3 separate regions of the Ovis aries genome follow, and all the other regions are linked to region 1. The links are chromatin contacts, called in public Hi-C maps. All regions are on one chromosome and are shown on one strand. The core of a region is the stretch at or near the end of the contact, and the rest is flanking DNA. Distances in the headings are between cores, read along the strand shown. Region 1 holds the start of FUT8 (fucosyltransferase 8). Region 2 overlaps LOC121819990 (a long non-coding RNA gene). Region 3 has its middle 55 kb from the start of MAX.

Region 1 (3,793 bases), core at 1,037-3,536:
TTGCCTAGGTCCACACTCTTGAGCTGGATTAAGTCAACTGTAAACTAACTCAAATGTGGGAATAAGAAAGAACACCCTGCTCTATCCAAGGCCTCACTCAAACGCTAAAGCTCACCAGGGATAAATTCTAACCATGACACTGCCATTTAACTTAAGAAATACACTGCGTCTCTGACGTTATGTGTAGCTGAAGATTGCAATCCCCACTGTGAGAAAAAAAAAAAAAAAAAAACAGGTGCTGCACACGGCAGCCCACTCACTCTTGCAGGACAAACCTCCTTTAACTGGAGGTTAAATAAATAAATATTTAGGAACTCATTTAACCTTCCCAAATAAGTTTGGAGCTCTAAAGCAGCCAGCTCATCATTTCCACGTCAAACGAGGGTGCAGCGGCACTCAAGCCGTGAAACTGCCCTGGCACTGGCCCCTCGCCGGGAGCGGATCTTTGCACGGGTCCATTCCCCGATTTCCTGCCGGAGAACCCCTCAGGAAAGCCCTTAAAGCACAAGCATGCTCCTCCTCACAGTCTGTGACACCAGAGAGCGAGTTGCTGGAGAAAGGGCAGGTGAGAGCAGAGGAGACGAGGAACACCTCCCACCCCTGCCCCCATCTCCTGTCCTCGGTTTCAGCCCCTGCCCTAACCAAGGATGCGCGACGCCGAGGGCAGCAGCCGAGCCGCTCCACGCCCGGCCGAGGCGGCAGGAGTCCCTAGTCCCCTGCCCGCCGCCCCCACCCCCCCGCACCCCCGCGGCCGCGCAAAGGCACCCATCAGAGGGTCCCGGGGGCTCCCTCCCCACTTTCCCCGGAGCCGCTGCATAAGCAGCAGCAGTGGCAGCAAAAGGCCCGGGGGTCTCCTCGGGGGAAAGAGAGCTGCGACGGCCAGCAGGCACCTCCCCGGAGCCTCCTGAGATCCCGCGCTTGCCCACCTCCAGACCCCGGGGCGCGCGGGGCCCGGCTCCCAAACGCCCCCTTACCCGAGGCGGGAGCAGAGGCGGTCTCCGCCGTTCCCCAGCAGCCGCCGCCGCTACAGCCCGCAGCCGCAGCTGCCCCGCGTTGGGGAAGTGGGAGGGGTGGCTGGGTGGAGGATGCTACTCCCTACTGAAGGGAGAGGAAGAAACGGAAACAGGAACCGCCGCCGTCGCTGCTTAACGGAGCCTTCGGCGCCACTGACTGAGGGAAAGCGCGAGGCGGCGCGAGCCAGGCAGTCGCTGACAGCGCGAGACCGAGCACGAGCCGGGTCCCGGGCGCGCGACCCCGAGCAGCGCCGGCCCCATTCCGCGAGGAGAGGAAGGGGACGGGTCGGCCGGGGGGCGGCGAGGGGCGGGGGCCTGGAGCGAGGAGAACCGGGCTACTCGGGTCTACCGGAGATAACACGCGCACGCGCCTGAGCGGCTCTGACCGCGAACGCAGGCGGGGAAGCCTCAGCTAGCGCAAGCGTGCCCGCGCGAATGGGAGCGCGCGCCCCCTCGGCGTCCCAAGCTTCTGGGAGAAGGCGCGCATGCGCTGGCCCCTGCCTCCTACGGCGACCCCCGCCTGTGCCAGGGTTTCTCCCCGCCCCCTTCTCGCCGCGCCCGTGGACCGCGTAGCCGCAGCGTCCGACTGCCGGGCTGAGCCACAGTGGGACGGGAAGACTTCTAGCAGGGGCAGCAGGGTGTGCGCACGGGCGCCGACTCCGACACGAGTGTAGGCCGCCCTCTACCGCTTGAAGGCCAGAGGCTGAAGGAGGCGCGAGCGGAGCCGGGCTTCCCCACTCCCGGGAGCGCCACCTCCGGGGAATGCCGTATTCTCAACCGCCGGGAAACGGATCGGCCCGTGCCAGATCAGCCCGCGGCCCTTAAGTACCACTGGTACTGGAGATATGAAGCAGGCTCCTTGCTACTTTTTAGGAGTGATCGCTGCTGCTCAGCCCCCGTAGCGCAGGTCTGGCCGCTCCGCTGCAGCTTGCAAAGCACGATCATAGAATGGCATCGCACTCCCATGCGAATAGCGAAGCCCGGTTTAATCTTTTGAGAGCTGGTCATTCGCCTGGACAGAAAGACCCCTCCCCCATGAGAGCCTGGGTTCGGTGCCTGGCCTCTCCCCCCGACCCGCGGCTGCAACAACCCCTCCAAGGCGGAAGTTTATTCAGTACGGGAAAGAGAACATGGGGCGGAGGAGGCAGCTTTTCCCTAGGATGCTTCCTACCCGGCTCGGACTCGGGAAAATTCCTGGCGCCCGCGATGCAGAGCAGTGGGCCGAAGAGCTAGCCCAGTCCAGCCCTGTCGGCGAGCTGAGCCGGAGGAGCTGAGCGCGCCGCCCAGGCACACAAAGTAGTCGCGAGCCGAGGCGGGGGGGGCGGGGGGGTGCTACGGAGGCCAATCAGAGACACGAACCGCGTGAGTGGAGTGCGGGTCAGCCAATCGGAGGGCGGGAGGATGAGCTTCCCGTACCGAACTCTTCCCTGTAGCCTCCGGACCCAGATCCCAAGCCTGGGTGCAATACCTTGAGAAAGCGAAATGGTGCCAGTAAAGACAAGAATGACTTCTCTAGACTTGGATATTTTTAAGTACATGCCTTGGGAACCTATCACAGAGCGAAGATCGGCGGCCTTTTAGATGCCAAGTATGAAAGGATCACAGAAAAGAGATTTAAGAGGCTGCCAAGACTGCAATCTGCCTAATAATAAATTTACAATACTTGTTGACACCTTTTTAGAGTCCAGAAACTGTACTACAGAAATACAAATAAGATTCTGCTAATTCAAAAATAAAAAAAGTTCCCTGCCCTCAAGAAGTTGAGTTTCCTCTGAAAGAGGTTTGCTGGACCTTGCGATTGGTTTTTATCATCAGCCCTTTAAAGAAAAAGCTCTCAGTGAAGTGGTAGTTTCCAGTCATTTTTATGATTGTCTCCCTGTAAGAAGAGAAATTTGAGAAAAAAGTAGAGTGACTGATCTAAGGTTACACAAAAATATATACTGGCAGAGCCAGAACTATATTCTAGCTTAGCGTTTATATTCCATCATTCATCCATCATTTATCCTATGCGTGGTTGCTATCGCTCACTGCAGAGGTTTCTGCGCTAAGTTAATAAACTGAACAAAAGTCTGCTATAATGGCTACATACCTCAGTTGGAATTGAACAGAAATTTTAGATTTATGCCATAGTAAGATAGATTAAAGGCCAAAGTTTTAACAGTCAAACTCTAGGTACTTTTTAGAAGTCAGAGGCGAGGTCGATATCTGCTTTCTTACTTTAAACAGTACTTTTTAACAATACTTTAGCAAGCATGTTTAACTTTAAGATCTCCAGTTTCAAAGCTTTCCTTTACATTTGCCTCAAAATTCCTGGGTTTTTTAATATTGCCTTCATTTTTCCTTTCCAAAAGCCTAGGAAGTGAAATATTTATATTCTCTACCTCTTTCTGCTCAAAAAAAAAAAAGAAAAGAAATCTGTCCAAAGAATGTTTGTCTGGAATTTCTTGCACATTTATAGGCTGGTTCTTGTCTTCTTGTTGTTTAGTGGCTAAATCATGTCCAACTCTTTTGTAACCCCATGGATTATAGCCCACCAGGCCCACTAGGCTCCTCTTTTCACGGCATTTCCCAGGGAAGAATACTGGAGTGGGTTGCCATTTCCTTCTCCAGGGGATCTTCCCCACCCAGGGACTGAACCCACCTCTTCGGAAGCCCAAACCAGATAATTTGCTGTCTGTAAAATAAATATACTCAGAAACTAGTCCTTTAACAATTTGGATTACATTCTGTTGAGTCAATGTACATCTCAGTCACTGACAGAACACAGCCCTTTCCAGGAC
Region 2 (3,814 bases), core at 670-3,169, 180 kb after region 1:
CAGCTTGTCCACTGAGAGAGTGTAATATGTGTTCCTCGAAGCTTAGGGGACCCTGTGCACAGGTACAGAAAATCTAAAGGACAAGTGATGGGCTGACTATGGCTTTGATTGCGGAGTAGAGGGAAGGTCAAGGGGAGGAAGCTATGTCAGCTTGGGCTTCAAACCTAGCTTTCTGTACTCAGCCTTGTGATCTAGAGCTGCTGCTGCTGCTGCTGCTAAGTCACTTCAGTTGTGTCCGACTCTGTGCAACCCCATAAACGGCAGCCCACCAGGCTCCCCTGTCCCTGGGATTCTCCAGGCAAGAACACTGAAATGGGTTGCCATTTCCTTCTCCAAGGCATGAAAGTGAAAATTCAAAGTGAAGTTGCTCAGTCTTGCCCGACTCATTGCAACCCCATGGACTGCAGCCCACCAGGCTCCTCCATGCTGGGACTCTGCAAATCAGATTTCACCTTTGCCAACTGGCTCCAGATTCAGTCTTCCAATGGGAGACCCGAGAGGGAGACAGCATGGCTGGAGGAGTAAGGAGGGGCTTGTTCCTTCCTGCGTGGGTTTCCTGTTCCTATCCATGTTAGCCTAGTCTCCCCACTTCACCCTGGCAGTGAAGGCATATCTTGTAGCAAAATGGGTACGCAGTTTTTATGCAGGAGTGTATGCAGTTCGCCATTTCCCCAACACTTACAGCCTCGTCACACTCCCCTCTCCCGGGAGACACCGGGTTCCCACACCCTTCCTCCCCCACTCTCCCCTCCCAAACCACCTGGACCCCTCTGTAGCTCAGAGATTCCAGCTCAGCTGAGCAGAACCTCCTCCTCAACATCTGATTTCAGGTTTCTAAGTTTTAACACTTCCCACCTCTCCCCACACCTGGTCCTAGGGGTGGGGGCTGCTCCTGCAGTTGCTGACCCTGTGATACCTTAGTGCACTCTTTTTGCCTTTTCTGTTACCTAGATAACAACTTTACACTTAGTTCCAATCATTAGATGACCCTCTCTGTTTAAATAACTGATGTTTCTGTCTCTTTGCCAATCCCTGATGCCCCTCTCAATGACAGCTGGAGAACTGGAGTATCTCAGGGGACAGAGTGGGGTAAAGAGTCCACAAGGCCTCTGGGGAGAAAGGCTGGAAGATTTTCAGAGTAGTTCCTCTTTCTGAATCATGGAGCTCTGTGAAAGACTGATGAAAACAATGCGCTTTCTTCTCTAGAAACTGTAAGTATCTGTCAACACACCCCCCACCTCCAACCCTCACACACGATCCCACACCCAGTTGCAGGGGTTGTGTGTGCTTGTGTGTGTGTGTGCTTGTGTGTGTGCGTGCTGAGTCATTTCGGTTGTGTCTCTTTGCGACTCCATGGACTGTAGCCCACCAGGATCCTCTGTCCATGGGATTCTCCAGGCAAGAATACTGGAGTGGGTGGCCATTTCCTCTCCAGGGGGTCTTCCCAACCCAGAGATGGAACCTGGGTCTCCTGCATTGTAGGCAGGTTCTTTACCACTAGCGCCCCTTTATAGGGGTTGTGTGGTAGTTGCTCAGTTGTATACGACTCAGAGTGACCCCATGTGGACCCCAAATCTCAGGTTCATAATTCCTGCGGTAGAATGCTGGCCAGGTTGAGTCTCTCTCATGGAGAAAATCTGGTTGGCTCTCAGAGGCTGTTGCCTCAGAAAAGTCAAACAAAAGGACCGTCAGTACTGGGTTGCCAAGGAGCTGTCCTAGATTTTCAAACTCCCTGAATTTGAGATAAATATCCCGACTGTGAACCTGCCAACCATCCCAGATCTGTAGTTCTTTTGCATCTGAAGCTTTAAAACTGTATCTTTTTCAGTAGCAATTATTTTACTTATGGGGGTTTAGCCAACAAGAATGGAGCATTCTGAGGCAGAGCCTTGTTTAGGGGCTCTCCTCCCTGAAGGCCCTGCCTGGCTGACCCAGCCAGGCCCCAGTAGCTCTGCGCCCTTCAGTGGCCTGCTACTGTGGAGACCTCCTGGAGAGAAAGGCGAGTCGCCACCTCCTGGGCAGCTCTATTATTGCATGTCAAGTTTGCGGAAAGCAATTGTTCACTCAGCTGTGTCTGGCTCTTTGGGACCCCATGGACCGTAGCAGGTCAGGCTTCCCTGTCCTTCACTGTCTCCCAGAGTTTGCTCAAACTATGTCTGTTGAGACGGTGATGCCATCCAACCATCTCGTCCTCTGTCGCCCCTTCTCCTTTTACCTTCAATTTTTGCCAGCATCAGGGTCTTTTCCAACGAGTTGCCTCTTGGTATCTGGTAGCCAAAGTATTGGAGCTTCAGCTTCAGCATCAGTCCTTCCAATGAATATTCACAGTTGATTTCCTTTAAGATTGACTGGTTTGATCTTTTTGCTGTCCAAGAGACTCTCAAGAATCTTTTCCAGCACCACAGTTCAAAAGCATTAATTCTTTGGCACTCAGCCTTAAAAAGAAATTGGTGGTGTTAAATTTCTAAGGACAACAACTTCCCTTTTACTGTGAGTTGGTTATCTGGATATGTTTTATAGATAATTATGTCCTAGGCCATTAAAGGGGAGAACACAGAGACTGAGAAAAATTACTACCTTTGAGCCTCAGTTTTTCGTCTCTAAGACAAGGCTGGCTGTTATCTTAATGCTCAGAAGCCTGTCACTAGTTTTTCCTTTCTCCATTAAACTGCCTTGTTGAGCTTTCCACATTAGAAGGCAGTACCTCAGAGTGGAATAAAATTCTTCCCCACATCACTGACACAATTAGATAGCTACTACATACCCCTGCAAATCTTTCTTATGTATATTGCTTATTAGTTGAATGTTATCTTTTAAGCTATCTAGACATTGCTCCAGATATAGACTGATTTTTTTTCTCTATTGATTAAGAAAGTCTCTTTTGTTTCATAAATTCATTCATTCTGCAAAATGATGCATACATTGACCACATTTTTAGTGAGTGAGCACTGTTTTCCAGGCATTAGAGATGCAGCCGCAGACAGACACAACCCTCTCCCTTGTGGAGATTCTCATCTAATGCAGGAGACAGACAACAAATACAACATATGAAATATGTAGTGTGTCAACTGAAAAAGGATGTGGGTTAAGAGCAGTTATTTTTTTTGCTTTTTTTTTAAGTAGGAGAAATTATAGTGTGTTTTGTCTGTTGATGGGAATGATCCTAATAAGGGATGATGATGATAGCGAGGAGTGTTAGTGGCACAATGCCCTTGAGAAGGTGAGAGGGGATGGGATCCGGTGCAGAAGTGGAAAGGATGTATCAAAAACTGATTGAGCCCCCGTCAGGTGTCAGAACTTGGACCGGTGCTAGAGACAACAGCAAAGAAAACAGACTTCCTGGAGAATTCGTCCCAGCCTTCCTGGAGATTTCATTCTAATTAGGGCAATGGACAATAAAAAGGCAAACAAATGAATGGATCCGTGGTACCCATGGAGTGGGTGAGTGCCATCTGACGTAAGCACAGTGGTCGTGGAGGTCCCCTTTGAGGCGTGAGAGTTGAGCTAAGCCCTAAAGCATGATAGGGGCTTCCCTGGAGGCTCGGTGGTAAAGAATCCTCCTCTAATGGGGGAGACATGGGTTTGATCCCTAGGTCAGGAAGATACCCTGGAAAAGCAAATGCCAACCGAATCCCATATTCTTGCCTGGAGAATCCCATGGACAGAGGATCATGGTGGGCTACAGTCCATGGGGTCTGAAAGAGTCAGACACAACTTAGCGGCTTAAAAAAACCAACAAAGCATCATAGGGCACTATCCACACGAAAAATCTGAGGGACGAGTATTCCACCCAGGAAAAAGAACACGTACAAGA
Region 3 (4,208 bases), core at 1,249-3,748, 230 kb after region 1:
CCTCAATCACACACAGGCACATACACACACCCTCCTCACACTCCCTCATTATGGCAAGATTCTCCTGCTTTGTTCAGGAGCTGTGAGAACCTAAACGCTACAGGGGAGAATCAGTGAGGGAAACGGGGGCAAGGAGAATGGGAGGAAAACTTACCGAAAAGGACTTTCAGTCTGAAGATGGGCTATTTTTTAATCTTCATTTTGAAATCATTTCAGACTTATAGAAAAGTCCTTTTTACAGAAAAATACAGGGAATTCCTGTAACCCACCTCATTTGCTTATCATTTTCTATCTATCTATCCATTTATCTTACATACTTTTTTTCTGAACCGGTTGAAAGTAAGTTACAGATATGATGTCCTTTTATCTCAAAAGACTTGAGTGTGAAATTCCCAGGGAAGAAAATGGACACTTTCTTTTATGACATCAATGCATGATCAAAATCAGGAAATTATTCTGATACAATACCAGTACCTAACCTACACACCGTTTCCAAACTTCATCAGTTTTCCAGCAACGTTCTTTACAGCAATAAACAAAAAAGTATTTGATCCAGAATCCAATCCAAGATCTCCTGTTGTCGGGTCTCTCTAAGTTTTTTCCAATTAGGTTAGTTCATCAGGTTTTGTCTTTCATGACATTGACATTTTTGAAGAATAAAAGCCGCTTCTTGAATAGACTGTCCCTTACTCTTAGACCTTCCGATGTTCTTTCACAATTAGATTCAGCTTGCGGTTTTGGCAGGAGTACCACAGAGGTGACCGTGTGCCCTTAGCACATCACATCAGAGAGGCATGATACTGATTTGTCCCTTTTGATGCTAACTTGGACGGTTTGTTTCAGGTGGGGTCTTGTCAAGCCTCTCCACTGCAAAGTTACTATATTTATTTGTGAAATCAATACATATTTTATGAGAAGGAACTTTGAGATTGTATAAAAATACTGCTTTTCATCAAATTTTTACCCACTGGCTTATACCTCCACTGATAGCTCTTGCCTGAACCAATTACTACTATGAAGGTTGCCAAATGGCAATTTGACCAGTGGGAGCAACTTCCAGCTCTCTCCTTTGTCCTTTTGACATGTCCAGGCAGGGCTATTTTTGAGAGAGGATGTTCCAGAACTTGTCCAGAATATTCCTCCAAACTATGAAAATTTCAATATCAATCAGGAATCTCGTTTTTAACATTATGACAAAATAAACATTATGTACCAATGAATTTTAGAGTGCCAATGGAATAGCAAAATGCTTATTAAAGTGCATTGTATTTTCTCTCTCTGTACCAGACTCATGGTCAAAGCTTGACTCCTCCCATCTCCCAGCTAGTCCACGTCACAGTGGACCTACTAAGGAAATAGCAGAGGAGAGAGAAGAGGCAGGGAAGTGGGGGAAAGAGAACGGCGGGCGGAGAGGCGAAGGAAAGGAAAAGAGAAGGAATGAGGTGGACTCCTCCCCTCCTCCATTCAGACCAGCCTAGTACCAACAGCCTCTTCACGTGCCCATACACACTGACTCCTCCAGGAAGTTAGCCCTCTGCTGCCACGGGGATTCGTGTTGGCAGGATGCAGGATATTTTGTCAGAGGTTAGAAACAGTCACCCTCATCTTACAAAAGGCACTGGAAGACAATCTGGGTTGCAATGGAAGGAACTCAGGTTCCTTCACTACAGAAATACATTGGAAGGGATGGAGGGGAGAAAACACCGGATCAGTGATGTCCCCATCTCTCTCCTCACTGGGTCTCCCACCACAGGCTGGAGGTGCTTCTGGCAGAACTGAGTGCTGGGGGAAGCCAGCGATAAATCAGCTCTGTCTTTACTAGCCGGGGGTTGCTATGGCAATAGGAATACACTGTAGGGTTTAAGAGATGTAATTTTCTGTGATTCACTGTATATTTTTAGCATTTATCTTCCTGTATTATCTCCCTGTGGCAATTGCCTATTAATGCTGGTCCACACCAAGACTGGACTAAATGGTCCCTTCTCAGAAGTGATGAAAGTCCTGGAGACCAGTAAGTACCAGGGGGTTATAGCCCTTAGACCAAGGGAAACCAGACTGGTTAAGGAGCTGGGTTAACAGGCATGGGTCATGCTACGTCTAAGGAAGAATCATGGAGAACAAAAGATCCCAGAAATGCAGCGCTGGGTTGCTTGGAATGGGAAACTGAGTCGCAGTACTCGCAGGTGCCTGCAAGGTGTCAAGGGCAAACCTTGGAACAAAAGCCCTGAGGAGGGAAGCTAGGACCCTAGGGAAGCTAGCAAGTTCTGGACACGGAACTATAAAAGCATACCAATCTTCTGTCAGACTAACTCAAGTCTTACTACTGCGTGTCAATCTTTTCTTCTCTCCTTCCTTTAACATTCTCACTTTCTCACCAAAAGCTATGGAGGAGGGACTGAGAGGAGCTGGAAAACTTCACTGGTCTACTTGGCTATCTGTTAATAGTTATATGAGGAGTCTTTTCATTTCAGGCAACAGAAAATCCAACCTAAACTGTTGAAGCAGAACGAGAACGGACTGTCTCTATAACCGAAAAGTCCTGGGCATTGAGCTAGCTCCAGGCACAGCTGTCCTCGTGGAGCCAGATGACATCATCAACATCTGGGCTCTCGGTCACACCAAGTTCTTCTGATGTTTTGGTGTTTGGGCTGTAATAACATAAAACTCAGCTAATAGAGCCTTCAAGGAAGTGTGGTTTGTTTTTCTTGTATGAGAAATCTGGAGATAGGTTTATTTTTCTCATCTAGTAAGTAGCCCAGAATAGGCATAAATGACATCACCAAGCAGCAGTTCAGTAATATCATCAAGAACTCAGCCTCTTTCTTCATTTCTGTTCCACCATCTTTAGAGTCATAGGAGGACAATTCCAGTTCCACGTATTCAAGGCAGAAAGAAGAGACTGCACCTAATTCTTTTATCCAGAGAACAGCCTGGTCAGGAAACGCCTCTGCTCTTGGGCTTCCGATCAGCCTGGCCAAGACTTTCTTGAGCTGAGCTCCAGTCTAAGGTTCTTTCGACCCAAATCCTCTTTCCTGCCCTCTCTCCTTCGGCAAGTCTCAGGCCTGCCTTGTTGCCTGAAGGCTCTTCTCACCAACCTCTGCTCCTCTGCCCTTTATTCTCCAAAGGTGTCCTTCCAGGACTTCCCTGATGGTGCAGTGGTTAAGACTCCATGCTCCCAATGCAGGCGGTCCACACTCACTCCCTGGTCAGGGAACTAGATCCCACACGCTGCGCCTAAGAGCCAGCACAGCAAAATAAATAAATCAATGTTTGTTTGTTTGTTTTTAAAAAAAAGGTGTCCATCCTGGTGTCTGTTTCTCAAAGGACCCAAAATGACATGCTTCTTGTGCCTGCTTTAACTCACTGTCCGGACTGTACTACAGGTATGCATATTTCCAAAGATTCTTGAGTGTTAAGAAACAAGCAAGCAATGAAAAGAATAATTCAAAGTTAGGAGTGGGGCAGATCAAATGTAGAACAATGAAGGAGGCTCTTGGCCTGACACTCAAAAAGTGAAGCCTCCTTCTCTGAGCAAGTTTCTGAATAGAAGGAAGACAACAGTCACTGATGGTCTTAAAGAAAACTACTGCATTGCCTGTATTGGAGGTGAGTAGGAGTCTGAAACTTGCCAGGAGTCACACTGCAGGGCTGCAGATAGATCCTAGTCATTCTAATTTTCATCCAGAAACTTTCAACACTACTTAAGCGAAGAATTGATTCTTTATAGAAAGAGCAAAGACTGCTACTTAACTCAGCCCAAGGGAGAAAGTAATCAATTAGGCGAAATACACCCGCTTTTGACAAGGCTCTCCAAAGGATTGGTCATGGGATTAACCTTGCTACCCCCAGGAGCATGCACCACAACCACCCCAGCCCACCCCCCTCACCCACTACCTTAAGCCTTATCCAGTGATTGCTAACTGGTAGTACAGGTGGATGCAGCCCACAAACATGTTTGACTTTGTTCCCACAGTGTTTTCTTTTGTGTTGCTTTTTATAAAACTTAATTCATGTCTGTCGGATGGCATCATCGACTCAATGGACATGAGTCTGAGCAAACTTTGAGAGATAGTAAAGGACAGGGAATCCTGGCAGGCTGCAGTTCATGGGGTCACAAAGAGTCCGACACAACTTAGCAACTGAACAACAACATTAGTTGACAAGATTCATCAATTGGGATATTTCACATAAAAATCTGGAGTCCTTGC

What was found. Hi-C and Micro-C count contacts between places; a contact is called where the count stands out from the background.
Region 2: a contact with region 1 is called in a Hi-C map of hypothalamus, with 6 times the contacts expected there. The contact joins the enhancer-like site here to the promoter of FUT8 in region 1. A contact is called at or near these places in 5 of 16 Hi-C or Micro-C datasets (blood, hypothalamus, omental adipose tissue and 2 more).
Region 3: a contact with region 1 is called in a Hi-C map of hypothalamus, with 2.4 times the contacts expected there. The contact joins the enhancer-like site here to the promoter of FUT8 in region 1. A contact is called at or near these places in 7 of 16 Hi-C or Micro-C datasets (blood, hypothalamus, mixed tissues and 3 more).

The regions. Positions count from the first base shown.
Region 1 is chr7:75,576,089-75,579,881 of ARS-UI_Ramb_v3.0, reverse strand. It overlaps FUT8 (fucosyltransferase 8), which reads right to left and starts at 2,286. Exons shown (of 13, transcript XM_042252632.1): 1 at 2,185-2,286.
Region 2 is chr7:75,400,511-75,404,324 of ARS-UI_Ramb_v3.0, reverse strand. LOC121819990 (a long non-coding RNA gene) reads right to left here. Exons shown (of 4, transcript XR_009601268.1): 3 at 2,216-2,435. Among named protein-coding and RNA genes, the nearest start is that of MAX, 110 kb to the right of the region's middle. Within about 2 kb of position 1,919, at least 12 of the 54 cell types and tissues checked have an H3K27ac peak or open chromatin away from gene starts, as enhancers often do. A contact at or near this core is called in hypothalamus, where this site is marked.
Region 3 is chr7:75,349,526-75,353,733 of ARS-UI_Ramb_v3.0, reverse strand. No RefSeq gene overlaps it. Among named protein-coding and RNA genes, the nearest start is that of MAX, 55 kb to the right of the region's middle. Within about 2 kb of position 2,498, at least 5 of the 54 cell types and tissues checked have an H3K27ac peak or open chromatin away from gene starts, as enhancers often do. A contact at or near this core is called in hypothalamus, where this site is marked.